2 separate regions of the Zea mays genome follow, and region 1 is linked to region 2. Evidence: chromatin contacts called from public Hi-C data. All regions are on one chromosome and are shown on one strand. Each heading gives the region's core, a stretch centred on a gene start, on an enhancer-like site or on the middle of the called end of the contact. The rest is flanking DNA. Distances are from core to core; before and after follow the strand shown.

Region 1 (6,185 bases), core at 542-3,041, 160 kb after region 2:
ACTGAAGTTAAGCAATACATAATCATGTATATGATAGATCAGATGTAAGAAAGGAAACCGGTAAAATTGACATCATGCAGTTCAAAGTTGCTTATCACAAGGACATTGTAGAACCAACACCGCAATATTTAAAATTCATAAAATATTCTAGTTTCACTCAAAAATTGCAAATAAGTTACAAAAACTAATAAACATTTTATATGAAGATAACTCAAGTCCTCGTATGAAATTAATGAAGTGAAGTACTGATTATGTTGAAACTTGGATACTTACACTGATTTCACATGTAACTCATACAAATAAGTGAAAGTGAAAGGAAAAAAACGTGGGCATCTTATAGATCTTATGATCTAAATATTTTTATGGTTACATATGGACATATGTTGTATCTCCGTAAAATTTCACGATTTTTTAGGCTATTTATGTATTATTAATTTCTTGTCATAGAAAATCATCAAAATACAATTAAATCATTAAAATATTGTAGTATCGACCGAAAAATACAAATAAGTTACCAATACTAATAAATAGTCTATAAAAAGATAACCTTAAGTTCCCACATGGAGATAACCTTAAGCACCCACATAAAAATGATAAAGTCTATTAATTTAATATAAATTTGGACATTATTTCAATGATTTTGGTCTAAAATATATGTTTAAACAAAAAAATGATGTATTACAAAGTCATAGATCTCTTCAAGCTCTACAATTTTCATATAAACTTTATCTTCATCCGATTTCATATGTAAAAGTTATGATTTTATAACTATATTATGCAGAAAAAGAAAAAACGGATATCCGAATTCCGGGTACCATATTCGACTCGGGATTTTCAGGTATTGATCGGGTATTAGTGATTTCATATCCTACCCGTATCCGAGGTTCAATATCCGAGTAATACCTGTATCCGTCCCGATAAACAAAATACCCGTATCCGTATCAAAATTACGTCTCGTTTTCATACCCGTATTTGATATCCGTTTCGGGTACCCATCCCGTTTTCGTCCGTATGCATCGGGAGTCGGGACAGGTGAATTCCGGTGGTCCGACCGGACCTGAACCTACAGCAGCCAGCCGTGCGCGGCTTGGCCTCCTGCTTCACCTTCTCTGTGGACGCAAAGAGTACCCGTGAGGCCGTGAGCCGGCCATCTAGGCCCAAGGACGCCATGGCGCATGCAACATGGTGATGCAGAGCACGACCGAACTAGTTCCGTCCATATCCACCAGACTACTTGGGTCTGAAAGTACAAGAGTTTTTTTGTTGAAATAGTTGTCTGTTCATGTTGTTTGAAAAAAAATTATCTAAAATTTATTTTGAAAAACAATATAAAGCCATGTTGCTAAACGGTTTTTTTGATAAGGGCTTTGGCTCCCCAGAAAAGCTACACGCGCGAAGAAGCCAGAGCCAAAAACTATTTTTATAAAAGCTAAAGTCCTGCCGAATCCTTAAACTAGTTCATTTTTCACCATCTTCTTCAACGTAGGTGGGGATTTAAATTTCCAAACTTGCTTTAAGGCCTCTTTGACATTGTTTTTTGGGGGGTTTCAGCTCTAACTCACCGTGAAGCCCTGCCGAACGCTAAAAAAATGATTCATGGGAGCACTTTAAAAGCCAAAACTGTTTTCTTGTTAGGAGATAAAGCATAAAAAAATATGGTTTCTAGGGGCTCTTTCCACATTTTTCTCATACATCACTAGAAAATAAAAGAGAAGTTATTTTGTCAAATGAAATGTAAAACAACTCTCTCTTCTCTATATAAGTCATTTGCACAGAACGCAGAGCCATACCAAAAGGGCCGAGTTGTAAACATGAAATTTTGAAAAAGAAAAAAACTAAAATACACAATGAAAGAAAAATCGGCCGCCGCCCTTTGCGTCACCTTTTCTCCAGCTCATCCTCCCTGCCTCCGATCTCGGGAGCAACTGAAGCATGTCTTGGCGGTGGGCTTTCGCGCGCCATGTCGCCCAGGCGCAGAGGCTCCTGCCCACCTCGTCGGCCGGCGGTGGCACTGGCCTCCTGGGTCGGCACCACCACCACATGCCCCTCGCCTCCCAGATTCGGAGCAAGGTCCACTCCCCCGTTCCCTTCCCATACTTTACCCTGTGCTGGTGCAGCTGGTGCCTGCTGGTGCTGGTTGGCGGCCGAGCTGCCAGCCACAGTCCGCGTTGTGTTTGCGCTGCTTGTGCCGCGCCCCGGTAGAAACCGTTTGGGGTTGCGCTTCTAGTGATCGCATTGGCGCGAGTTTGCCCTCGTTAATACGCTCTCTAGTCCCGTAAATCACAACGAATAGCAACCGGTCTTTCATATGTGGCCATGCAGTTCGTGGTATGGGAAAAGTCCGGCTTTTCGGTTGCGCTGATACAGGCTCTGTAGTCTGTACATTCTGTATCGTTTAGAATGTGACTGGTTGCAGAGGTGTTGCTCTCGTGAGCTCTAGATGGTTGCATGATGCCCAATACCAGGTTCGCCAGAACGGGGCCTCCATGGATCAGGAAGTTGAGGCATTATCTTTGTAATCATTCGTTTCGTGCTTCTCATTTAGTGTGAAATGATCACTTCTGCCTTTTTCTTTCAAAGGGTTAGGGCAGGGCATAATTTTAAAATGAAGTAGGAAATGATAGTTGAACATAAATTCACACTAGTTAGTTGCCCGTCATGCTATGATTTCTATATATCATATGAGTAGACTTTGTTTTAATAAGACATAAAAATATATGTATTGTATTTGTTAGGTGGTTGTGAATGTGAAAACAACAAACAAGATTCGAACCCCCATTTTACACAATTTTACTTTGTTTTTGCATTAAGCGGGAAGGATGACGCGGAACAACCATTGAAACTAATGTTTTAATATAGTAGAGAAAGTCATTGTGTGTCACATTATTTAGTTGACTGCATCTTGTTGCTATTACATCTCTTGTCTGTAGCACTGTGGGTATCTTTTTTTCTAATGCAGTGTCAATCGATGGCTTCTCATCTTAAGCCTATCTTGGATATTATCACCCTACATTAGTTATCATATGAGAAAGCTTCTATAAAGATTATAGACCCAATATGATTCCTTTTTATAGATATGCTGTTCGTCCATCTCCAGATCAACAAAGGGGTGAAATGACTTTCAGTTGTTAATTCATAAAAAACATGTAATGCACCCAGGTACTAAGATACTGTTCCTGGTTTGAGTTTGACTATGCTAATATGGCAAAGAACACATTGTGCTCTTGTACAGGATAAATTGATTTTCTTTTCATCATTTGAACTGTTTTATTTGATGTTCGACTTGAAAGAAAGTTTCATTCATATTGCAACAATAAGGCTTTGATGTTGTTTTTGGCATTAATCAAAGATTATCTTAGGGTGAGTTTGGCAGAGCTTCCAAAGCAGCTTCTAGGTTGAATCCAGGAGAAGCTCTGCCAAACAGTAATGAGGAGTGATTCTTTACTGGTTCTGTTAAGTGATTCTATGAAATGAACTAGGAGGCTGGGCGCTGAAAAAATTAGCTTCTCCTGATTCAATTTACACACAGGATTTTTTTGTATAAGTAGAGTTTATCCTAGAGAATCAGTTTCAATCAAAGAATCACTTCTCACAGAGAATCAGCTTCCGTCGAGAATCTAGAGGAGGAGCTCTACCAAACTGGCTCTTAGGGGATGTTTGGATGGTGCCCTACCAGGAAGCTAGCTGGCCAGGCAATGATCTCAGCCCTAGGCGACTGAAATCCAATGCCTGAGAATCGTGTCTGGCCAGGTAAGTGCATGGGGAGACAACCAAACAAGCCTTTAATCTGTTCTGGATTTATCCTCGGCCTTTTATTTTGTTTGAAATGTGGAAGTTTTTTTTGCTGTAATATAGTATGAAGAGTCTAATTTTGTAAATGTTCTCAGGAACAGCAAGATCCATTTGAATTAGTCGCCGATGAGGTATCACTTCTTGTAAATCGGTTACGATTCATGGTGTCTGCTGAGGTCAGTAAGCAGTTGATCCTGTTCAGCAGAACTCGTCTATTCATCGGTGTAGTACTCCTATGGACTACTGGCAGAAAAGATGTAGTGGGAACCCTAACTCTAAATTAGGGTAGGCATGTGTATATATATTAATAGAGTATGAGTTAGGTCAAAGTCCAACTACATAGACACAGATACAATAATCCAACATCCCCCGCAGTCATAACTCTAGCCTGGACAGATGTTGAGATTGGACAGAAACTCCGAGATCATCATGGATGGTAGCCCCTTGGTGAAGATGTCGGCGAACTGTGAAGTGGTCGGGACGTGGAGGACACAGACATCACCGATGGCGACACGCTCGCGGACGAAGTAAAGATCTATCTCCACGTGCTTCGTGCACTGGTGTTGCACGAGATTGGTGAAGAGGTAGACCGTGCTGATGTTGTCGCAGTAGACGAGTGTGGCGCACATGAGGCTGTGGAGCTCATTGAGCAGCTAACTGAGCTAGGATGCCTCAGCCAAGCCGTTGGCCATAGTGTGTTACTCGGTCTTGACACTGGAACAAGAGACAACAGGCTGCCGCTTCGAGGACCAGGAGACAAGGTTGGTGCCAAGGAACACGGTGTAGCCAGACGTGGACCAACGCGTGTCAGGGCAGCTGACCCAATCAGCGTCGGTTTAGATGACCAACTTAGAAGTCGAAGTGGGCTGAAGAAGGGTGTAATCGAGGGTGCCGTGGAGGTAGCGAAGAATCCGCTTGACAGCGGTGAGGTAGGCCTCCCACGAGGTGTGCACGTGAGCAACAACCAGTCAACTGGTCGGAGAACACCGACCGAGTGGCGAGTGACCATCGGTTGGACATGGCGGGGGTCGTTGTGGATGGCGATAGGGTGGTGCACCAGTGGCTCGTCACGGGAGCGGGCCAGGGCATGGGGTCGGTTGTCGTTGGAGAGGACTTGTGGATCGGGCCGCACATGCTGTTGTTAGACGAGGGCGGGATCAGTGAAGCGAGCCAAAGGTGTTCAGACAAGCGAGGTCGCGTGTGGCACAGGTGAAGATGACGATGTTATTGGGCTGCATGCGGCATGAGCAGAGGTAACGGGGTCGCGCATGGTGCAGGCAAAGACGACGGGGTCACGTGTGGTCATGGCGCAGGCGACGGGGCCATGCGTGGCACGTAAGAGGGCAGGGGAAGAGAAGGTACATTGACAAAATCAGCATCAATTAGGGATCGAGGTCGGGAGGTGGGGAAGAGTCATGGAGGGAAAAGACGACCTCGAATTAGGGAAAAGCTGGAGGAGTTGGCAACACAACATATTAGTGGCAGTGCGAATCATGTGCTCGGTCCGACCGCTCTGAGGGGAGGTGGGAAGACATGACACTCGCAGCTGCACACCATGGGTGAGAAAGAAGGTACGAGATGTGGACTTATCAAACTCTCGCTCATTATCACATTGAACACTCCGAATGATGTGACCAAACTGAGTGGACACCCATACAAAGAAGGGAGATAGACTGGTGAAGGTGTCAAACTTGCGGTGGAAGGGAAAGGTCCATAGGTAGGGAGAGAAGTCTTCCAGGATGACTAGATAGTACTTGTAACTGGAGATGTCCAAATTCACAGTGGACGAGGTCGAAGAGGTGAGTAGTGCGAGACATGGAATAACGGAAGGGTAAGCGAGTGTGACGACCAAGTTAACAGGCATGGCAAAATGAGGCATCGGTGCTGCCGGGGCAAGTGATGGTCGAGGCGCCTGAGAGTCTGGAGAGGACATCGAGACCAGGGTGCCCAAGACGACGATGCCAAGTGTAGGCAGAGGCAGTAGCAGCGGGGGCGTAGGGTGTAGGAACACGAGATAAGGGAGGTGGAGCAGGAAAGAGAATAGGATATAGTGGTTCCGAACTATCGCATCAGGCGACCATGACAGGAGTGGTAAGATCCCATATGGTGAGTCCCCAGGAATCGAACTCCATAGAACAATGGTTGTTAGTGGGAACCCCTAAACCCTAAATCAGGGTAGACATGTGTATATATACTAGTCAGTTGCCCATACATTGCTACGGTTTCTATATCTGGGAAACCCTAACCCTAATGAGGGGTTGGGTGATGTATTAATAGATTGTGTTAGGTGGGCATGGCCCATTACAGGGGTGAGACACGAGTAGAACCCCAAACCCTAAACGGGTACACTAACACCCCCCCAGTCACAACTCTATCCTGTATAGATGTTGAGA
Region 2 (5,753 bases), core at 1,703-4,202:
CATCATATCATTCTTCTTAGTTAGTTAGTATTAATATGATGAATGTGGTCATCCCACCAAATTTGATGAATAGATCTATGATATACCACCTCATTTTGGATGAAGCTCATTTTTAGATAAAGTGATTCCTCAAATCAAACTACTTTTTTCTTTAAATCGCAGGCCCTTGACTATCTCCAGAAGAGCCGTGGGATTGAAAAGACAAAAGAGCTTGCACGAGAACATGCTGATCGTGCAGTCAAGGCTATAGAATCTCTACCTGATAGCGACGACGAGGATGTTCTGACTTCAAGGCGTGCTCTTATTGATATCACAGAAAGAGTCATCACACGGACAAAATAGGAAGGTGTTCGGCGTCCATAAGGTGAATGGAGAGCTGAACCTCGCCTTTGGCCTAGTGTTTCACTTGGATTTTCTTTTTTGTATACTTCGGTTCATTGCATTCTTTTCGCAGCCAAAACCCCAAGTTTTGTGTATCATTGCTGAAATTTAGGATTAAGAAATGGCCCTGCATTTCTGGGAAGCTTCTAGAGGTTTTGGCTGCATGTGGCAACAAAATATATGTCACCGATTGCAATGGCACCAGATATCGTGTAGCCATATAAGTGTGGGAGCATTGTACCCAATATACACTCCCGTAAAGACTAAGATAGTACTACCATAAAATATCTGTTAACCGTTCCTCTTCAAATTTTGACTCTTCAAATTGATGGTTGTTTCTCGTGAACACGTGTAAACTTGGTTCCGTGTGCAAATTGAAACCAATGTATTCAATCTCCCATAAGGGCATGTATAGTAGAGACCAAAATGGTTCTCCAACCATAACATATAACTAAAAAACTATTATACAATGGAGTGTATAAATGTAGCTCACTAATAAATACTAATAAATACAGAAGTAAGACTTTGTTTGGTTTGAGGGACTAAATGTTAGTCCCTTTATTTTAGTTCTAGGCAAACAATGGGATTAAAACAGGGACTACACCGTTTTAGTCTCTAGTCTCTTAAGAGATGACTAAATGGGACTAAATCATATAAATTCCACTTTTGTCCCTCCTTTATTTTAGTTGCGCTAATGGCGTAAGAATGCTAAAGGATATTTTAGTCCTCTTATGGTTCATTTAATGCATTTTGAATACTTTTCGTCTCTAGAAGCAAACATGGCAGAGACTAAACTTTAGTCTACTAACTAAATTTTAGTCTCTGGACTAAAGTAACCAAACGGGCCCTAAATGCACTTGTATAGCATCGAATCGATAAAACAATTGATGAATTCGTACAAGTGAGGTGTCTGTTGCTACTTAAGTTACGAGCCAGAGACGTATCTTTATATAGAGACGACTCCACATTTTTTTTTTGCAAAAAACATCTTTAGACACCTTAAAAGCCTGTATATTAGGATGCCGTTTGGTTCATAAAATGTAACGTAAATGATAATGATTCACACCTGAATACCGGCGGTAACAAGTTTGAATAGGCCGGTATTTATTTCTAGTGTGGTATTTGATTATAGTTGGATTTAAATAAACATGATTTTACGTTATTGGTTATCCATTATGTGAACCAAACAGTCACATAAACGTCACTGTACATGGCCTATGCCATAACGATGGAGCGTTGCAAACTGAAATGTATTCAATAATGAATGGACGTTACAAAATGGCGCCGTTGATTGACCTGACGCATCATCATGATTCAAGGTCTAACGGGCCTGGCTCCAGAATCTCTCTTTGGCCCATGCAATCGCCTCATCCACCGCAGCAGCGCCGACGCTGTCGATGTCGTCGCCGTCGTCCATCAGCAGCGGCGCCCGCTCCCTCACCTCCATCACTACCTCCTCCAGTCGCCGCGGTGCCCTAGCCAGCGGGTTGGTGAAGAGCGACGACGACGTGGCTGACGGCGGCGAGTAGTAGTACCCGTAGTCAGCGCCTGAGTAGTCGGTGATGGTGGTCTCGGCGGCCGGTGACTGCGCCCCGCGTGCTGCCTGCCGGAAGCTGGTCGCATTGCTGCTGGTCTCCGGGTTCGACGTGAAGCAACAGAAGCTGCTGCCCCCTCGGTGGTTCCGGTGGTGTCGCGTTGCTGCCGACCCGTCGCCGCCGGCTCTGCTGTGGTTCGACCTGCTGCCGGCGGCCTTGGCGTCGTCGCCGTAGTAGTAGCGAGCTGCCGGGTACGGGGCCGTCGAGCACGTGGAGCTGCTCTGGTAGTACTCCCCTCTCGTCGACGTCGATGGCGGCGACGAGTCATATCGCCGCGAAGGGATCGTCACCGGCCTGCCATGTATACAGCGGCCGCAATCATCTTAATTAGCATTAATAAAGATGATCCCGATGCATGCTTTGTATTAGGCATTTTGTGAAGCATTTTTCATCGTCCAGCTTCTCCACTGGCACGACTGTCAATCAGTCATTCAATGAGCTCCTACCTGAGCCTAGATGTGAAGGAGGAGAGCGTGGCGTCTGCGCGGCTGCCGCCGCCGGCGGTGGCCACCGGCCGGCAGAAGCCGGCGGATGGGAACTCGTCGGAGCTGACCGCCGACGATGACTTGGACTTGGAACTCGACCTCGACCTCATGTGACGACGGGCGCCGAAGATGTCGTCGAAGAAGCCCTGCTCCGTGGGCACGGCCGCCGCGCGCCCGTTGGCGTAAGGCCGGCGACAGAAGGCCTCGGCACCGCCGTAGCTCGTGTACTGGTGGCCGTGGCCCGTCGGGGAGTGGTAGTCAACCGCCTCGCCGCCGAAGCTGCGGAGGAGCACCGTGCGAGGTGGCCCACCGTACACGTCCCGGAAGTCGTCGGGGGCTAGGTTCTGGTGGCCGGCGGCGTGCTGGTCCGACGACCGCTGCCTCGGCAGCACCGAGCCCATCGTGCACCTCCACGACTCGTCCATCCTTTCTCTCTGGCTTATCTGCGAGCTAGAGAGCTTTGTGCGTGCGAATGGAGGTGGTGATCTTTATGCAAAGGAGAGCGATGGAGCTAGCTATATATATAGGCCAAGCAGGAAATAGCTTGACGCTTTTTGTTTCGTCAGATGCATGTGTATATATACTAGTAGCTCGTTCTGCATGCATGAATGCATCTCTGTTTGTAGGTACAGAAACGGTACGAACATGTACTGTTAGCATCTTTTCAAACTGCACATGTTGACCCCCCAACTAATTTCCTGCTGTAGGGATTAAGCTGAATTGTTTTCTGAAACTGGTGCTTTGTTTTGCCTCCATCTGGTGAAAGTAGTTCTTCCCAACAGTAGTGTCTGTTATACCATACACGTACATACATAAACACATGGTTAAATGTAGCCAGTCAAACTTTGAAAGCATGCATGATGAAGTACTCAAATGGCCATAATCATGTGTAACAGCTTTGCTAATCCTGTACTGTAGTTACGCTGGTTCGTACACACATTTACGCAACTTTTGCCTACGGTTTATGATGTAGCACATACAGCCGTGCTATGCATAGCACACTAGCCAATCTCTCTATTGACAGGTTTTGTTTTATGTTGCTTAGCTGTTGATGTAGTCTGGGATATGATAATTAGATGAATAATGCTGTGTGCAACAGGTGAGTAGCCAATGGATTGATTGACATTACCTTTTGGAGGGGAGGAGGCATGTGATGTGGGATGATTGTGTTCTGCTACCCTCTTTGTAGACAGAGCATCATGGTGGCTGATACATGCCCTCATTCTTCCAAACTCCTCACTCTTCATTCTCATGCATGTTATTTTTTTTATAAATGCACTCCCTGTTCCACTTCACACTACTACTTTTTTGTGTGTGTTTTATTTATTTTGGTGCTCTTGCACTGTGTAGCACTCAACCATGTTATCACTACGTTTAGAATTTAGATGTGCTATCGAATAATTATCCATCTGAAAGCTGAACAGTCTAGGACCAATCCAGTGTCCATGGAAAAGGCTACTAGGTAGAGACAGATCAAAGTGGTTAATCACTCTAGCATCAGGCAAACCTTTTCCTTTTTGGACCAAATTAACACCAAGCATAGTGTGTCTGCCTCAGGTTTAAACAACACTAGCAACTTGAGGCACTACAACTCAGGAGCAGCTCACCATTAGGCTGCAAATCATGTGGAGTGTGCTTAAAGCTGTAAGCTTGGGGTACTAAAAGTGAGCTACAACTTGTGACTGCAGATGCCCCTATACATCGCGCATGTTTAAAAACTCCAGCAAAATCTTGGCCAGAATCACATGGATGTTTATTTAAGTTACTACCCTGCAATCCCAGATCCACATACAACTGTGCCTCCCTGTATTTGTATGATCTATGGAGATCATGCATGCTATATCTCCACGGATCCACAACAGCTCAGCATGCTCAAAACCATCTGCATCAGAAATACTAAGCAAATTAGACATGGATGTTTGTCAGCTTATTTCAGGCATAAAAAACTGAGATCCTTCCTTTGAAAAAAGGAACATATTTTACTTTTACTGCAGCCTGCTGGACTGGACCCCGCTGTGTTCTTCCTATGATCAGTCAGTCAGTCCCAAATTCAGAGCATGCAGATCAACTGATCAAGTATGTCTGTCCATTCATTGCCCATCATGAATCCCAGTCAAATGTCGAGCTTGACTCCACACGCATACATGCACTTTCCGGAGTTTTTTCATTCACAGACAAACATAAAAGACATTTCAGAGTGAAAAAAATGAGGCTCTAGATTTTATCAAGTGCGTTAGTAGTTTGTTTGGGTAATCGATTATTAGCCTTGGTGGCTATAAAGTATGAATACGTAGCCGCATCATCGGTTGTAATTAATGAAGCAAGAATAACTGGCCTTGAGATTCGTGTTCATGCTCTGTCAGAAGAGCTTTGCCATACCTGTAACTGTAAGGCTCTCAACATCTAACGATGAATAAAAAAAAACAGTTAAAAACGGCTTAAAATACTGATTTGGTAAAAAAATGTGGTGATCCTTTCAGATTCAGGTAGGTTGCAGCAAGAACAGTGGCGGCGTAGCTCGGCCGGTGCCAGCAGCCCAGCAGGCAGCTTCTTGCAGTTGCAGGGGCAGCAGACACAGACAGGATCAAGGACGGGAATGATTCGGTGTCCCACAAGGCGTGAGCAGGCCAGGCAACGATCGGAGCGAGGGGGCGGCGGTGATGCGCATGATTCGCCGGTGTCCCCCTCGCCGGCTGCAAAAGCTCGCGGCGCCAATATTTGTGCGAGCAAAGGTGGAGCAGCGCCGCAGCAGGCTGGGGCTTTTGTGCTCAAGCTGATTCCTGAAAAGAAGCGTAAAGAAGGCGAGCAGGAGAGCAATCTACGCAAAGCGCCATGATAACCACTGCAATTTGTGGGGACGTCATGGAGCTAACTAGTGTAGGTTCAACATAACTAAAAGACGAAATCTTTCGCCTGAAATTCATATGCGCACTCCTTGTGCATGTATTTATATGACTCGCCTCTACATATGTTTTTTTTTCATTTCCCTTTTTTGAAAGAAGAAAAAAGAAAAGGGCAAAAGGACGAACATTTTAGGTGTGCATCTTCAGGTGAGACACTGAATATGCCTGCAGAGGGGATTCAAATCTAGCTTTGTAGATTGTTAATGATCCATGGAGAACATGTCGAGCAAATCGGCATACTACCTGTTACGCAGCTTTGAGAGACAAGCTCATGATGATGCACCACAAACTAGCAACATGCATTAGTGGCAGAGGAATGGAACACCATGGACTTTTGAGCTTCTGATACCTCCTTCCATCGCAAGAGTGCATGTGGACCACCAGCTAGC

Evidence for each region. Hi-C and Micro-C count contacts between places; a contact is called where the count stands out from the background.
Region 1: a Hi-C map of root tip shows a contact between it and region 2, with 4 times the contacts expected there. The contact joins the promoter of LOC103626280 here to the promoter of LOC100276163 in region 2. A contact is called at or near these places in 3 of 25 Hi-C or Micro-C datasets (ear and root tip).

Annotation. Positions count from the first base shown.
Region 1 is chr5:43,578,448-43,584,632 of Zm-B73-REFERENCE-NAM-5.0, forward strand. LOC103626280 (solanesyl-diphosphate synthase 1, mitochondrial) reads left to right here and starts at 1,792. Exons shown (of 11, transcript XM_008646669.4): 1 at 1,792-2,070; 2 at 3,894-3,968. The coding sequence starts at 1,933.
Region 2 is chr5:43,413,694-43,419,446 of Zm-B73-REFERENCE-NAM-5.0, forward strand. It overlaps LOC100276163, which reads right to left and starts at 2,953. Exons shown (of 2, transcript NM_001150015.2): 1 at 2,423-2,953; 2 at 1,534-2,270. The coding sequence starts at 2,886. The coding sequence ends at 1,703. It overlaps LOC100279314 (decaprenyl-diphosphate synthase subunit 1), which reads left to right. Exons shown (of 13, transcript NM_001152335.1): 12 at 163-364; 13 at 3,561-4,225. The coding sequence ends at 342.